Regions from separate parts of the Mus musculus genome. Here regions 2 and 3 are each linked to region 1. The links are chromatin contacts, called in public HiChIP or PLAC-seq and promoter capture Hi-C maps. All regions are on one chromosome and are shown on one strand. Each heading gives the region's core, a stretch centred on a gene start, on an enhancer-like site or on the middle of the called end of the contact. The rest is flanking DNA. Distances are from core to core; before and after follow the strand shown.

Region 1 (4,529 bases), core at 1,199-3,698:
ATTCCTAAGGCTGTCACAAGCCCTTATTCTAGGCCAAGAGTCCCAAAGCAAAACTACCAACGTTTCTAGGTTTGGGTCTAGGCTCCACCTCACTTCCACATCCTTCAGACAGCCCCACCCTGCCTCACCTAAAGGTTCTTGGCCACAAAGATCAAGTTATAACTTCAGTAAAACCTTAGAGTAGACAAGGTACTCTTCGAACTCATCCAGTCACAGCCCACCCCACACCACCAAGCCAGGTTCCATCACCCCAAGACCAATGTCCGGAGAGTCATCCCCAGCATTCCCCTCCTCCATCAAAAGAAATGATGTTAAGCCTAGGTACCTGCCACACCTACTGCAGCCCCACAAGTCCAACTGGCTGGCTGTGGCAAAGAAGGCCTAGAGGTGAGTGGATTTCTGCTTAGGCCCAAAACCCTGTACAAGGCAGGGTAGAGCCAGGGCTTTGCAGAAAGGGGTAAGGGCAAAAATGAGAGCGCTTCAACTGGGGCCCAGTTCCATGCACTGAGACCTTGGCTAAGACTCCTACCAAATGGATGCAGAACTGTGGGGTATCAGAGGCTCTCAGACCACTCCTCTCAATAGAAAACAGGAAAGCATAGTTGACTGCCTTAAGCCCCCTGCCTATAGTCAGTGGACACTCTTGGCAAACTCTAACGCTCCAAGGTGTTTCTGGCTGACTCTCTTGCAAGGTGGTTTTGCAAAGAGCTGGACTGCTGAGGTAGGCCCTCAGAAACCCAGCACTCATGTACATATGTGGTCAAGCTCACACGAGCAAAGGCATGATACATGCTTATACATAAACATGCATACATGTATTAGCACAGGGCATGCAGACATGTGTTCCAGGGATACAGTGCACACTAAAACACACACCTGCATACGTTAACATGTGTCTAGTAGCATGGCAAACACGGTTCACGAATCCACAGAGATGTAGCACATGTACACACGTGTCCATCCACACTAGGCTATGTGCATGCATCAAGCACACCAACTCCGTATCACAGCTCACCCACACATTCATGTGCACCAAGGAGAGCAGAGTGGCAGAACATGCTCCCCCCCCCCCCGTGTGTGTGTGTGTGTGTGTGTGTGTGTGTGTGTGTGCACATACAGAGGTGGGACACCTCACGAAGGTCCGAAATTTCAAATGACACACAGGAGGTACTCCATTACTGTCTGCCAAATGCCACTCAATGAAACAGATGTATATCTGTGTGGCCATGTGGTTCACACAGATGTGCACGACTGTATTCCAGGAACAATAAAAGAAACAAACCCATAGGTGAATAAGGCCCATACCCTTCCACCTAAACACGACTTCCTCATCCTTACAGCCTCTACCCCTTCAGGCTCCTGGGTCACTCATACATCCGTTAACTCTCACCAAGGTGTCTATCTCAGGCCCTGATGGCTCCGGCTGGTTGCACCCATACACTGCTCTGGACATACGGATCAAGATAGAGACCAAGCAGGGTGCCAGACAATCCTAGCCAGAATTGGACTACAGGGCCAAGGAGGAGCCCAGTACTTGTGGCACACCAGAGCATACACACAAAGAAGGGTGGACAGTTCTAGAGATGGCACTGGACGCAAATGCCCAGTGACACACAGCTGCCCAAGGCGGTCTGCACACTCACCCCCGCGCGCGAGGTGATCAGCACAGGGGCGTCTTTTGTTCCGGTCCCCCGAGGCCGGAGGCGGAGCTGCGCAGCTAGGGGACCGCGACTCCGGCTCCCGCCGGTTTGTCCGTGCCAGGTCTTCTGCTCCGTCCAGGTGGACTCGGAGCGGTCACCACGCTGGACACCCCTTGCCCGCCTCCGGCACAAAGGCGGCTCCCCATCCCCGCCCGCGCCCTACCCCGGGCCCGCAGCACACCTGAAGCGCGGCGAGTCCTTGATGCATTCCTCGAACTCTACCGTCATGGCTGCGGCGAGCGGTGCTCACTGTGCGGAGGACCAAGGCGCGTCGAGCGGCATCCCCGGCCCGTGGACCGTCTGTGGCGCCCGCGCCGAGCTGCGCTCCGCGCCCGCCCGCCCGCCTGCCCGCCTCGGTCTGAGCCCGGCGCGCCGCGGCCCCGCCCCGCCTGTCACCGCTGGGGAGCGTCGCCAAAGTCAGCCTCTGCCTGCGCCACCCGCTGTCACCTCCGGGGAGCGTCGCTAAAAGCGCCGCTGCATCCCCTCGCCTGTCGCTGCGCTCTGTCCTCGGTCACCACGGTCTGGGAGCTGGGCCGGCCTCGGCGGTTGGGCTTCGGAGTGGTTTGGCTCGGTCGCGGGACAGGGAAGGGCACGGCTCGCCCACTTCAGGCATCACGGCGGTGGTGAACTCGGCTGGAATGCTGCCGACGGACACACTCCGCGACGGCGGCGGGGAGATCGGGAGTGAACGAATTAAGGTCGCTTGTGCGGAAGCGACCCATCATCGCGCCCCTGTGAGGCCGAGGACAGGAAACATAGCCGGCTCTAGAGGACCGCACTTTGCACCCGATCCCTAAGCTTGGCTCCGCCCCCGCCTCTCCATTCAGGCGGGGCGGACCGAGTCAGTGCGCAGGCGCCGTCCCTGCTGGGCTGGGTCGACCGCGGGCCACGTGCAAGCGCCCCGCCCGCTCAAATATGGGCTCCTGCGGGGCGGTGGGCTCGGTGCGTGCGCGCTACCTTGTGTTCTTGCAGTACTTGGGCACTGACTTCAAGTACGTTTTCCCGCTGTTACCCCCGCGTTCTCCACTCGGCCTCGCGGGAAGTCCGCGAGGTGACCAGGACGGGCGCGATCGGTCTCGGGATGCGGGATTTTAGGAGCCGAGGAACACAGTGGCCTGCACCGAACCCACGCGCCTGGGCGCCGAGACCCCTGGCGGGACAGCGTCCACAGACACCGCAGATAATTCCTTCCTGTTTCTCTCCGCAGTGGGGTTGCGGCCGTGAGGGGCAATCCGCGCGCTGTTGGGGTGCTGAACTTCCTGGAGGTGAGGACCGGTTTGGGGAGGAAGAAGCAGTCGGCAGCTCCAACCCCTACCCACTCTCCTCCTCCTATTCCACGGACTCCGGCCATCGATGTGGCAGCCGCCTGTACGGTTCCCGCAGGAGGCTGCCAAGCGGCTGAACTCTGTCGACCCGGTCAGGTTCACCATCTCTAGCCGCACCGATGCCGGGGTGCATGCCCTGAGCAACGCGGCGCACCTGGACATCCAGCGCCGCCCAGGGCAGTCGCCTTTCTCCCCGGAGGTCGTGGCCAAGGCCCTCAACACCCACCTGAAGCACCCGGCCATTCGGTGAGCCCGGGGTTTTGGTATGGTTCTGGGCTTTTTTTTTTGTCTTTTACCATTGCACCCCACTGTGGTGGGAGGCAGAGATTTCCATAGTGCTGTGTGGACAGTTGGGCATACTCATTCCTGGGATGAGCCAGATCTGCTTGCCACAGTGTACTGAAGGCCTTCCGAGTGCCCAACGACTTCCACGCTCGACACGCAGCCACCTCCAGGACCTACCAATATCGTCTGGCCACAGGCTGCTCCTGGCCTAATCAACTGCCTGTGTTTGAACAAAATGTATGCTGGGCTCTGCAGACAGAGTGAGTGAGCTAAGAATGGGAAGAAAATGGCTCACCATCCATCTGCCTGGGCTCTCCTCAATAATGCTCATTTGGCTCTGCAGGTACCTGGATATGGCGGCCATGCAGGAGGCTGCCCAGCACCTCCTCGGGACACATGATTTTAGTGCCTTCCAGTCTGCTGGCAGCCCAGTCACAAATACTGTACGCACACTTCGAAGAGTCTCAGTGTCACCTGGTCCAGCCAGCCCATTTGTCCTCCCCGAGGGGAGCAGGTGAGACGACTAGCCTTTCACTATGCCAGGACTAGAGGCCACCAGGGTCATTACTCATAATACCTCAATAAAAGTGAGATGATGCTAAATGGGTATATTGCACATCCATTGGGCCTAGAGGGTGTAAGAAGGTGAGCCAGAAACTTGTGTCTTCTTCCTGTTGGGTGGGGTCTCTGCCAGCCTGGGGAGCACAGGGTGGAAAATGTTGCCTTTCTGAGGGCCCTGCCAGACCCATAGCTCTTTATAGCAGGTAAGTTCTGGCAGTCTCTGAAAAGATTTCACTAGAGCGAATAGTTCCATTCCACTTTGACAGACTACGTTAAGTTCTCTGCTTCAAACACCAGGAATCAGCCGCTCACCTTGAGAACATAACATCTGGAACCAGCTCCAAGGGTTTGGTAAAGGGGCTTTGGTGTGACCAGGCACAAGAGCACATGGCCTAGGTTCCATCTTGATAGGTGGGCTGGCTATGTCCTGCTTCAGCACAAATACTTTAGCCCCAAAACATGAAGGCCCAAAGCAATCGCTATTTCCCGTGCACAAACTAACCAATGCTCTGTTATATAATTGTTTCCTTTCATGGTATATGTAGAGTCGAGTAAGTCATGCAAAACTCGCTCACCCTCTGGAACTGGTGGTCAACTAGGCAAGAACCCACCCTGGATGGAAGCCTTTAAACCAGTATATAAATCGTTGTCTTGTCTG
Region 2 (4,529 bases), core at 1,354-3,853, 180 kb before region 1:
GCAGTGCTGCGCCAGCGTCCCCGTCATCTTCCAAAGCCCACATGGCAGGAGCTATTCTCCTTCACTTTCCTATACCTGCCCCCTAACCTCATGCGCAGCAAGAGCAGCTAAGCTCTCCACATGCGCTCCACCAGGGATTTAACTCTGAGAAACCTATGACAGGGTGACAGGGTCACCTTTGCTTCTGCTTAGCCTGGGCCTCTAGAAACCTCCCCCCCTGCTCAAGACGGCATCTGCTCTTAAAGGAACCTGGCATTTCTAGGTCTTGCCTCCCTCTTCCTCAGAAGCCATCCACTAAGCTGGTCCATTCCCTCTACACTAGTGTTCCAGCTTTCCCCAATTCCTGACCCATGGGCCAGTCAGTCCTACCTGAAGCCAAATCTGGCTCTGCAGAGAAAGATGACAGCAGCCAAAGGAATTACACACACACACACACACACACACACACACACACACACACACACACGCACGCGCGCGCGCGGAAGAGAAGACATCTTTGCTTCTCTGGAAACAAAGGCAAAGAAAGGCCTGCGTGACCCACAGTGGTTGACTTACTAACCCCACCTGACCTTTCTCTGACCCCCATCTGTTGAGGCCTCACAGGCCCCTCACAGGCTGGGTCACTTACCTCAGACCTTGATATAAAAATAAAATATTCTGATTTCTACCTACAGCCTGCAGAGGCACCAAGATGAGGTGCTTTATCCAAAGGCACAAGAAGAGAGAAGGAGGCACTGGACACCCGAGTTACACGGGGTTAGTAGTGAGGACAGAGGAGAAGAGATTAGAGGCTATAGGTCAGAAGAGCACTTAGGAGCCAAGTGGCTGCTGTGGTGCCACTTCTTCTATCAGCACCCAGAACTGCAATGGCTTGGACAAAAGTGTAATGCTCACTTTAAATGCTCAGTGTAAATGCTTAGGAGTCCCAAAGTAGGGCATGGCAAGGTGTCTATTGGCTTTCGACTAGTTACTGCCTTGAGCACCCCGAGTGTTTGTAACGGGGACTTCCCTGTTCCTATTCAGGGTGGTCAGATATTTGACCTGGGGTGCTAGGAGTCAGTATGGCCACCGGGAACAAAGAAAAGCAGGGGCCAGGAGGCCTGGGGGCCAGCCACCAAGGGCTACCATGCTCCCTTAGAATACTCTTTGCCCAACTCAGGCAAGGCTTCCTGCAGGCTCAGGGCCCAGCCCAGAGAAGTGGAGTTGAGAGAAGTGAAGGCCAGCATACTGGCCTTACTCCATAGGTCTGGAGGGCTTCCTTGAAGCCCATGCTGCCCCATAGGACTTCCTGCCCCAAGAGAGAGACCCAACCCTATTATCAATTGCTTGGCTCTAGCTTGGACTCAAGAGTCCATACCTTTCTCCTGAATCGAAGATTTTCAAATTAGATGCTAATGCAGACGCCAGGTGCTGCCTTTGCATGCAAATCTGTTACCTGTACCAATGTCGTCTTCTTCCAGAGCTCGGGCTTGAGGCAGAGCCGTAAGCGAGGAAAAAGCTAGGCTCCAACAGCTATGTGTAAATTCTCTGCAACTCCGCAGTGTGGCTGCGCTACTTTCGTGGAGATACCAGGAAATACCGTGTCTAGCACTATCCATGGGTACACAGAGCCAGACTTTCTTATACTGATTGACACAGGACAGATTTGCGCACAGGGACACCCAGAAGTAATAATGGGTCTCTTCTTCTGCCATCTTTGATCAAAGCCTGAACAGCATTTATATACTCTCAGGGGAAGGCTCAGCATCAAAACTCTTTATTTACAGTTACTTGGTTTTGGTATTTTTTAGATAAAAGTGTTTCAATATTTTGCACAAGCTGGTATCCAGCTCTTTGGCTCAAGGGACCCCTTTGCCTCAGCTTCTTGGACATAAGTTGGGTTAAAGTGTGCACCACCACATCCAACTCAAAGCCACCTTTTGTTGTTGTGTTTTATTTTTGAGACAGGATCTCACACTTTAGGCCAAGCTAACCTCAAACTTCCTCTCCTTTCCTTGGTTCTGAGATTACAGACTTGAGCCACCAATAGTTCACTGTGCAGGTAGAGGCAAGAGGATCGGGAGTTCAAAATCATCAGTAGCTACATTGAGAATTCAAGGTTGGCCTGAGCTACAATGAGACCTTGTCTCAAAGTAAATAAATAAAGCAAAATCAGAGAGAAAGAAAGAAAGAAAGAAAGGAAGGAAGGAAGGAAGGAAGGAAGGAAGGAAGGAAGGAAGGAAGGAAGATAGCAAAAAACAACACAAAATATTCAAGATCAATCACTTAGAGGTGGGATCTGGTATGTGTCCCAGGTGAACATAAAGCTGACATGGGTTCACCAAAAAAGCAAACCCAGCTTTTTGATGGGAGCCCTGAGTTGTACTTTTATGAGCACACATTTCTAGGCTTCAAGTCCTTGGTTACCTATCCAGCAAACACCAAAGACACCCTCTCTGCAGCTCCTACCTGGACTCCTGGCTACTTGAATTTAGGATGGAACATAGCAGGATGCTGGGAAACCCTGGAGGTTAAAGGCAAGGAGGTGGGGTCAGATAGAGGACAAGCTGTGGGCAGGGCTCAGCCAGCTCAACTCAAACAGGAAGTGGCTCTGCCTATCCACTTCCCCTTCCTTCTCAGGGTCTGAGGAATGCTGAGGTATAGAGCTGTGAGGTAGGTAAAGCTCTGACCTTACTCCCTTCTTCACAGAATCTACCCAAAGCCCTGCTGTGGAAGTCCAACAGCGCTCAAGGTTGCTCCTTCAGGACCATAGTGTCAATCCTGCTGACCACTCATCCTGGGCATCTTCTCTCACTCAAGAGAATGGCAAATTGGCCTGCAACTTCTCAGAGACCCCTTCACAGGACAGCCACTCCCACACCCCTATCGGACTTCCCATGCTCAGTTCTGTGCCTCCAGAAACCTAGGTGACAGGAGGTTGGGAGGGGCGAGGCTCGGCTGGAGCCTGCTGAGACTGATTTGCCTCAGATTTCCATAGCTATCTTGGTTCCACCAGCTGGGATTTTTCTACCCAGCTCCTCTTCAGTTCCAAGCCCCAGAGAGCCAGCCTCCCTGGAGGTTTGCAAGGTTTCAGGCACCGTGGGCCAATTGAGCTCCAGGGTTGCTTGCTTGAAGTGATTATTAAGAGCCTATAATGCTAAGATCCCTGGAATTTTATTTGACAGGTCATTGAGTTTAGTATGAAATTTGGTATGAAATTTGGGCTTGGCCCAGAGGCATCTTGGGTCCCGAACTTCATGCTCATGTCCAGGAACCTGGCTGGCTGAATGTGATGGTCATCAATATCAGGGACTGATGTACATACAAAAACACCATCTGGAAGCAGGTCCCCGTGCAGGAGAACATAAAATCTCAACAGCAAATCCCATATATATATAATGTATTTATTTGTATTTTATGTATATTTATCTGCTTGTTGGTATGTGTATCATGTGTATGTAGGTGCCCAAGGAGGCCAGAAAAAGGACCTCTTCCTTCAGCTCTTCCATAGTTTCTTCTGTCCTCTCTGCAGAGCCATCACCTGCTTCCCAGACAAATGCTGGAATTCTTTTTTTTTTTTTTTTTTTTTTTTTTTGGTTTTTCGAGACAGGATTTCTCTGTATATCCCTGTCTGTCCTGGAACTCACTCTGTAGACCAGACTGGCCTTGAACTCAGAAGTCCATCTGTCTCTGCCTCCCGAGTGCTGGGATTAAAGGCGTGCGCCACCACCGCCCGGCTGCTGGAATTCTTTACAGCACAGTAAATCATGAATTAGCCTCAGTTCCTACCATCAATAGGAAATATCAAATGTACCACATACCAATCACCAAGACTCCACAAGCCTCCTTTGCTTCACGGGAAGTCTGCAAGAAGTCTAAGTTGAGATCTCTTAGCTGCCAGACCAGAGGGTACCCAGAACTCCATCCTCAAATTTCCTTTTTTCTATGGTACTGGCATCCTGATGCAAATGATCTCCATGGGGGAGGCTTAGTACACCTGCGATCCCTTGGCTGAGTAGAACAAAACTGCAAAGCATGTGGACATAAGAAGCTGATGCGTTGGGCTAAGAAGTTCAGATAGCTGACCACAGGTTGGGCCTCTGGAAACCTGGGTGGAGTTATGGAGAACTAAGGTAGAACTCAGAGAGCAACTGAGAAAAAATAAGTATACAGTCTCAGGTTAGACAAATGTAGAAGAAAGCCGTGTTTAGGTGAATGTAAGTTTTTATAATATAGGTTCTGTGTTTTCTGCTCAAATTTTCTAAAAGATGCTACGGTGCCAGGCAGTGGTGGCGCACGCCTTTAGTCCCAGCACTTGATAGGCAGAGGCAGGTGGATTTCTGAGTTCAAGGCCAGTCTGGTCTACAGAGTGAGTTCCAGGACAGCCAGGGCTACACAGAGAAACCCTGTCTCGAAAAAAAGAAAAAGGAAGAAAGAAAGAAAGAAAGAAAGAAAGAAAGAAAGAAGGAAAGAAAGAAGGAAGAAAGAGAGAAACCCAAAACAAAACAAAACAAAACAAAAGTTGCTATGGTAAGTACCACAACCCTCAA
Region 3 (4,529 bases), core at 812-3,311, 160 kb after region 1:
TACTCTAAGAACACACCCTCTGTGCTCTGGTGAACATTCAGTGTGCTGTCATGAACAGCACTTCATCAACCACCACCTTACAATAGTCCCGTATGTAGCACCTATTCCCAGTGTTCACGGCCCCAGTGGCTGGGCCCAGTATGCACATACTATCTTGGAAAGGCTTCAGAACTCACCTACAGACATGGCCTGGGAACAGGAGCGCTAACCTCATGTCTTTTCTGAGCCCTCTGATGTATCAGATAGACAGATGGTGTGCACCAAGCTGGAGCACAGGGCTCTCTAGGAATGTGTGACCACGCAGCAAATTTTCCTACCATGTCCAATGCATGTGAGGGTCCTGTATATCCACCTTCTACTTACTGTAACGTCCATGATCTGCAACACACTTGCCTGTACCCACAGCCATGTATGCACTTAGGATATATGCAACTGTCAAGACATACCCTATACCCCCGTGTGAAGGAACACCTCTGGAGCCGAAACATAGGGTGGGATAAGAAACTGAGGTTCTGGGATTCTAGCCCTATTCTTTCCTAGTTGTGTAACCTTGGGGAAGTCTACTCTGTAAAGCCTCCATCCACTTCCTCCCAGTCTGAACAGTAGGGACAACGGTTATCGCATGAGGGCATCTCTGGAATGAGTGCATGCGGATGTTCGAGTGCGCTGTGTACGCACATGTATATGCACAGACAGTACACACATGCGCGGCTCATGAGAAGATGTTTATTTCATACATGGACATACAAACATGCAAGGCCAGAAGACTTCATCACTACACATGCACAGAAGGGGAGGTCCCTGAAGGGTGTGGTGGGTCTCATTGTGACCTTGAGCAAACCCCAGCGTAGCTACTTCAGCTCCTCCCCTGCACAATAGTCATCAGTTGTGGCAGGTGTTCCTCAAGGTAGGCCCTTCCTATCTTGACCTCCTGCTCTTGCCTGCCATGGCCACAGTAGGCCCAGGAGGAAGACTTGGGTCGGAGGCAAGACTACTGCCCCAGGCTTAACCAGCTTCCTGGCTTCCACTGTGGACACTACTCAAGGATGCTGCTCTCAGGCCTCCGGGCCCTGGACCAGGAGGCTCCTTGGCCCATAATGCCACCACCAGGCAGCCTTTTCTCTAAAGGAACTGGAGGAAGGAGTTCCTAACAGACTCAGTCATGCTTCCTTTCCCAGGGAGCGGCTGGCTGACCTAGGGTTCCCGTTAGCCACCCCTCCCCCAGCACCTGGCGGGCAGAAGCGGCCCCCATCATCCAGCCAGGCTCTGCGGCCCAGCCTGCTCCGGGCTCACCGGCCAAGTGGGGCCCGCTGCACAAGTGTGATCACGCGTGTAGTGCCTAGAGCCGGGGCGCACTCACCGGCCACAGTTGCAGTGGCAGACGCGGTCCTCGCCCCGCAGGTGCGGGAGGATGTAGTTATGGAATCGGTCCAGCAGCGCGTTCATGTCCATCAAGCACGCGATGGCCTGGAAGAGCCCATGACCGGTCAGGGCGAGGAGTGGGCCGGGCCGAAAGGGGTGCCAAGGGGGAGTACTAGACTGCAGGGGTGGGTGGGTGGGTGGGGAAACGCAGGGCAACCAGGGCGAGGGCAGCGCAAGATCGCAGCGAGGGCAGCGCAGGCCGCACGGGCCGGTAAACAAGGAAGCGAGGTGGGGTAGGCGCGCGCGCGGGCGGGCGGCAGAAGCAGGGGGCGCGCGCGGGAAGCCCCTCCGCTCACCATCACGATCGACGCCCCCAGAATCATGAAGATCATGGTGTTCGCACTCATGGACATCGGGCGGGGCCGGGCCGGGCCGGAGCGCCGCCCCCCGGCCCCGGTGCCCCTCCCGGCCCCGGCCCGATGCTTAGCCCGCGCCGCCTCCGCAGAGGTCAGCGCTCGCGCGCCGGGCCGCCGCGGACCCCGGGGGCAGGCGCGGGCACAGGCAGCCGAGATGTGGGGGCTGACGTGGGGTCGCTCGCCTGTCGCCCGTTGCTGGCAGCCCTCCGCTCCGCCCTCCGGTGCTCCCTGCGCCCGGCTCCCTGCGGTCTGCGCGGCGGCCCCCTCCCTCCTCCCTCTTCCCTCCTCCAGGCTTCTCCCTCCCTCCTTTTCTTCTTCACTATCTCCTCCCTCCTCCTCCTGCCTCCGCCTCCGGGGAGGGACTTCGCCGCCCCGCGCCAGCATCCAGGGGCGAGGTTCTCCACTCCTGTCCCTGTGACGCAGCCCGAGACCCCTCCCCTCCGGCCTCGGCTCCACATTGTGCCCCATGTCATCAGCCTTGGCTCCGGTCTCCCTGCCCAGTGCCGCGCTGGACTGGGCCTTGGCCTGGACCAGGTGGTCGTTTCTGCTCTACTTCCCCAAGTAAGGCCCCTCCTTCTGGTTCTCCGGGTTCCAGAGAGGGACAGGAAGTGTCAGCACCCGCCTCCTCCAGCAAGAAAGTGCCATCAGAGGAGGGGCCTGGAAAGTCAGAGGAACCAGGGACTAATGACTACATGAGCAGAGGTAGGAGGGCAGGAGGGTAGGCGATACGGATGCGATGCGGAATGGGCCAAGTATGCCATAAAGATCGTGGCAGTTGTGGGAAAGACTAGGCGATTTCTGAGGAGGAAGGGGTGCTGGAACAGCTGCCAGCGTCTATGATCCTCTTGTGGCTGCCGGTCATGCTGGGATTGAGTCCCAAGCCCTGTGCTGGCCACAGAGCTGACAACAGAAGAACCAACCCTGCCCTGTGTTGGAAAGCAGGAAGAGGACAGCTGACCTCCAGCCCCCCAAGTCCAGACCCCACTGTATCTGAAGGTTCCAACAGGAGTTCAGTTATATCAGCTCACACAGGCCCTGAGCTGTTAAGGCACCAGGGTCCGGCCCTACTTCTCAGAAGGGTGCTCTCAGGTTTATCACAGGGTTGGACTCAATGGCCGAGTAGTCTCTTCCTCAGCAGGGAGTCAGGCCAGGAATTCAGGACAAACCAAAGACTTCTAGCAGCACCTATTTTGTGGCAATTCCAAGGTTTTTTTTCCCCTTAATAAGACAGCCTGTTGCTTTATTTAGGTTTCTGTACAATTCAGCAGTGGAGAGAAAAGGGCCAACAACAGACACTTGCTGTAGGCTGTAGAGTAAACCATCTTTATTTCTTTTGGTTAAAAACAATGGATTTGAATCTGGCATTTCTGCGTACGTCTCATTCCATATGTACAGTACATTGATGATGTACACCTAGCAGTAAAAACAAATATCTGAAAGGAAAACACACTGAAAAAGTGGCTTCAACAAAGGTGGCTGTGCAGGGCAGGCCATGCACCGAGCACAGGAGGCTCAGTAGAAGCAGACAGTATGCAGAAAGGCCCGGCCACTCTTCTCCTCGAACTCCTGCAGCAGCTCGTCGATTTCATTCTCCATGTCCTCAGTGTGCTGGATCTGGGAAAAGCACGGCCTTGAGTGAACCCGGGCATTGTGACGCGCCTTCCCTGACCCTGCCCTCCACTGATCTTCACTTCTGCAGGGACCCAGGCTTCAGGATAGCTCCCTCACAGCCTGTTCCTACCAGACATATACAACATATCATAGGAGTACCCCATATTGGGAGTGGGACGGCTAGATTCAAAGGGAGGCCTGGACCCCAAGGCTGGAACTCAGGTTCTGTTCTCAGGCGTCGTAGGTACATGAAAGCCTCATCAACCAGTGCTATCCCAAATCTGCAATGAGTGAAGTGAGGCACACAGATACCGGCATGCATTTTCCTACAGTCGTCCAGTGTGAATGCTGACTATGCTTTGTGCACTGCAGCATCAACTTCACATCTGGCCTCCACCCTCCAGACACCTATTGGTTCTTCTCCTGGTTGTGAAAACTTAAAAGGTGACCAGGCATTGCCAGTAGTAGTCCCTTGAATACTTGAAGTGAAGAAGGCTGGATGTTGAACACACTGTTCTGGCATGGCTACACAGTCTCCTTGGTCTCAGCCCTTTCTCCAGATCATCAGCTAGACCACAAGGTCAACTGCTAGAGCTTCAATAACACTAAGAGTGAAAGCAGTGTGGAGTTTAGCAGGAGTTTGGATCCCCCACGCGAACTTCCCCATCAGCCTTCACTTGGTAAGCCAAAAGGAAATCAATTCTGCCACAGTCAGCTAATCACAGTTCTTAAGGGCAAAAGTCAGGGAAAGGGGCTGGAGAGATGGCTCAGCGGTTATGACTGACTGCTCTTCAGGAGGTCCTGAGTTCAATTCCCAGCAACCACATGGTGGTTTACAACCATCTGTAATGAGATCTGACGCCCTCTTCTGATGTGTCTGAAAACAGCTGTACTTACATATAATAAATAAATCTTTTTTTTTTAAAAGTAAGGGAAAGGCACATGGTCCTTCCCAAAGTCCCTCCATAGCACCTGAACAATGGAATGCCTCCATACAGCAGCTACACAAGCCTTTAGGAAGCTCCTACAAGATTGCTTTTAGAGATGGATACTTAGATCAAGTGAAGGGACACAGACCCTTATACTGTGGCTGCTATCTCTTCCAGTCTCCAGACCTATCTTTGACACCACTAGATAAGC

What was found. HiChIP or PLAC-seq counts read pairs in DNA pulled down with a chosen protein or histone mark. Capture Hi-C pulls out chosen DNA fragments and counts their contacts.
Region 2: a contact with region 1 is called in an H3K4me3 HiChIP or PLAC-seq map of embryonic stem cells, with 21 read pairs. The contact joins the enhancer-like site here to the promoter of Acap3 in region 1. A contact is called at or near these places in 2 of 39 promoter capture datasets (the HPC-7 cell line and cranial neural crest), 1 of 484 Hi-C or Micro-C datasets (embryonic stem cells), 8 of 115 datasets of contacts at active chromatin or transcription factors (the SCID.adh cell line, effector CD8 T cells, embryonic stem cells and 1 more) and 3 of 9 other capture datasets (adipose tissue, liver and pancreatic islet).
Region 3: a promoter capture Hi-C map of adipose tissue shows a contact between it and region 1. The contact joins the promoter of Tmem240 here to the promoter of Acap3 in region 1. A contact is called at or near these places in 1 of 39 promoter capture datasets (liver), 4 of 115 datasets of contacts at active chromatin or transcription factors (the SCID.adh cell line, effector CD8 T cells and embryonic stem cells) and 3 of 9 other capture datasets (adipose tissue, liver and pancreatic islet).

What each region holds. Positions count from the first base shown.
Region 1 is chr4:155,889,794-155,894,322 of GRCm38.p6, reverse strand. It overlaps Acap3 (ArfGAP with coiled-coil, ankyrin repeat and PH domains 3), which reads right to left and starts at 2,448. Exons shown (of 24, transcript NM_207223.1): 1 at 1,882-2,448. The coding sequence starts at 1,928. It overlaps Pusl1 (pseudouridylate synthase-like 1), which reads left to right and starts at 2,561. Exons shown (of 8, transcript NM_001033490.1): 1 at 2,561-2,692; 2 at 2,908-2,965; 3 at 3,084-3,271; 4 at 3,421-3,570; 5 at 3,654-3,824. The coding sequence starts at 2,616.
Region 2 is chr4:156,065,820-156,070,348 of GRCm38.p6, reverse strand. The region is part of intron 1 of Gm52714 (a long non-coding RNA gene); the gene reads right to left. Among named protein-coding and RNA genes, the nearest start is that of Gm52714, 3.8 kb to the right of the region's middle. Within about 2 kb of position 2,603, at least 85 of the 459 cell types and tissues checked have an H3K27ac peak or open chromatin away from gene starts, as enhancers often do. A contact at or near this core is called in the HPC-7 cell line, the SCID.adh cell line, adipose tissue and 3 more, where this site is marked.
Region 3 is chr4:155,732,336-155,736,864 of GRCm38.p6, reverse strand. It overlaps Tmem240 (transmembrane protein 240), which reads right to left and starts at 2,061. Exons shown (of 4, transcript NM_001101506.1): 1 at 1,719-2,061; 2 at 1,361-1,467. The coding sequence starts at 1,775. Ssu72 (Ssu72 RNA polymerase II CTD phosphatase homolog (yeast)) reads right to left here. Exons shown (of 5, transcript NM_026899.3): 5 at 2,986-3,392. The coding sequence ends at 3,291. 1500002C15Rik (a long non-coding RNA gene) reads left to right here and starts at 2,423. Exons shown (of 2, transcript XR_001784583.2): 1 at 2,423-2,480.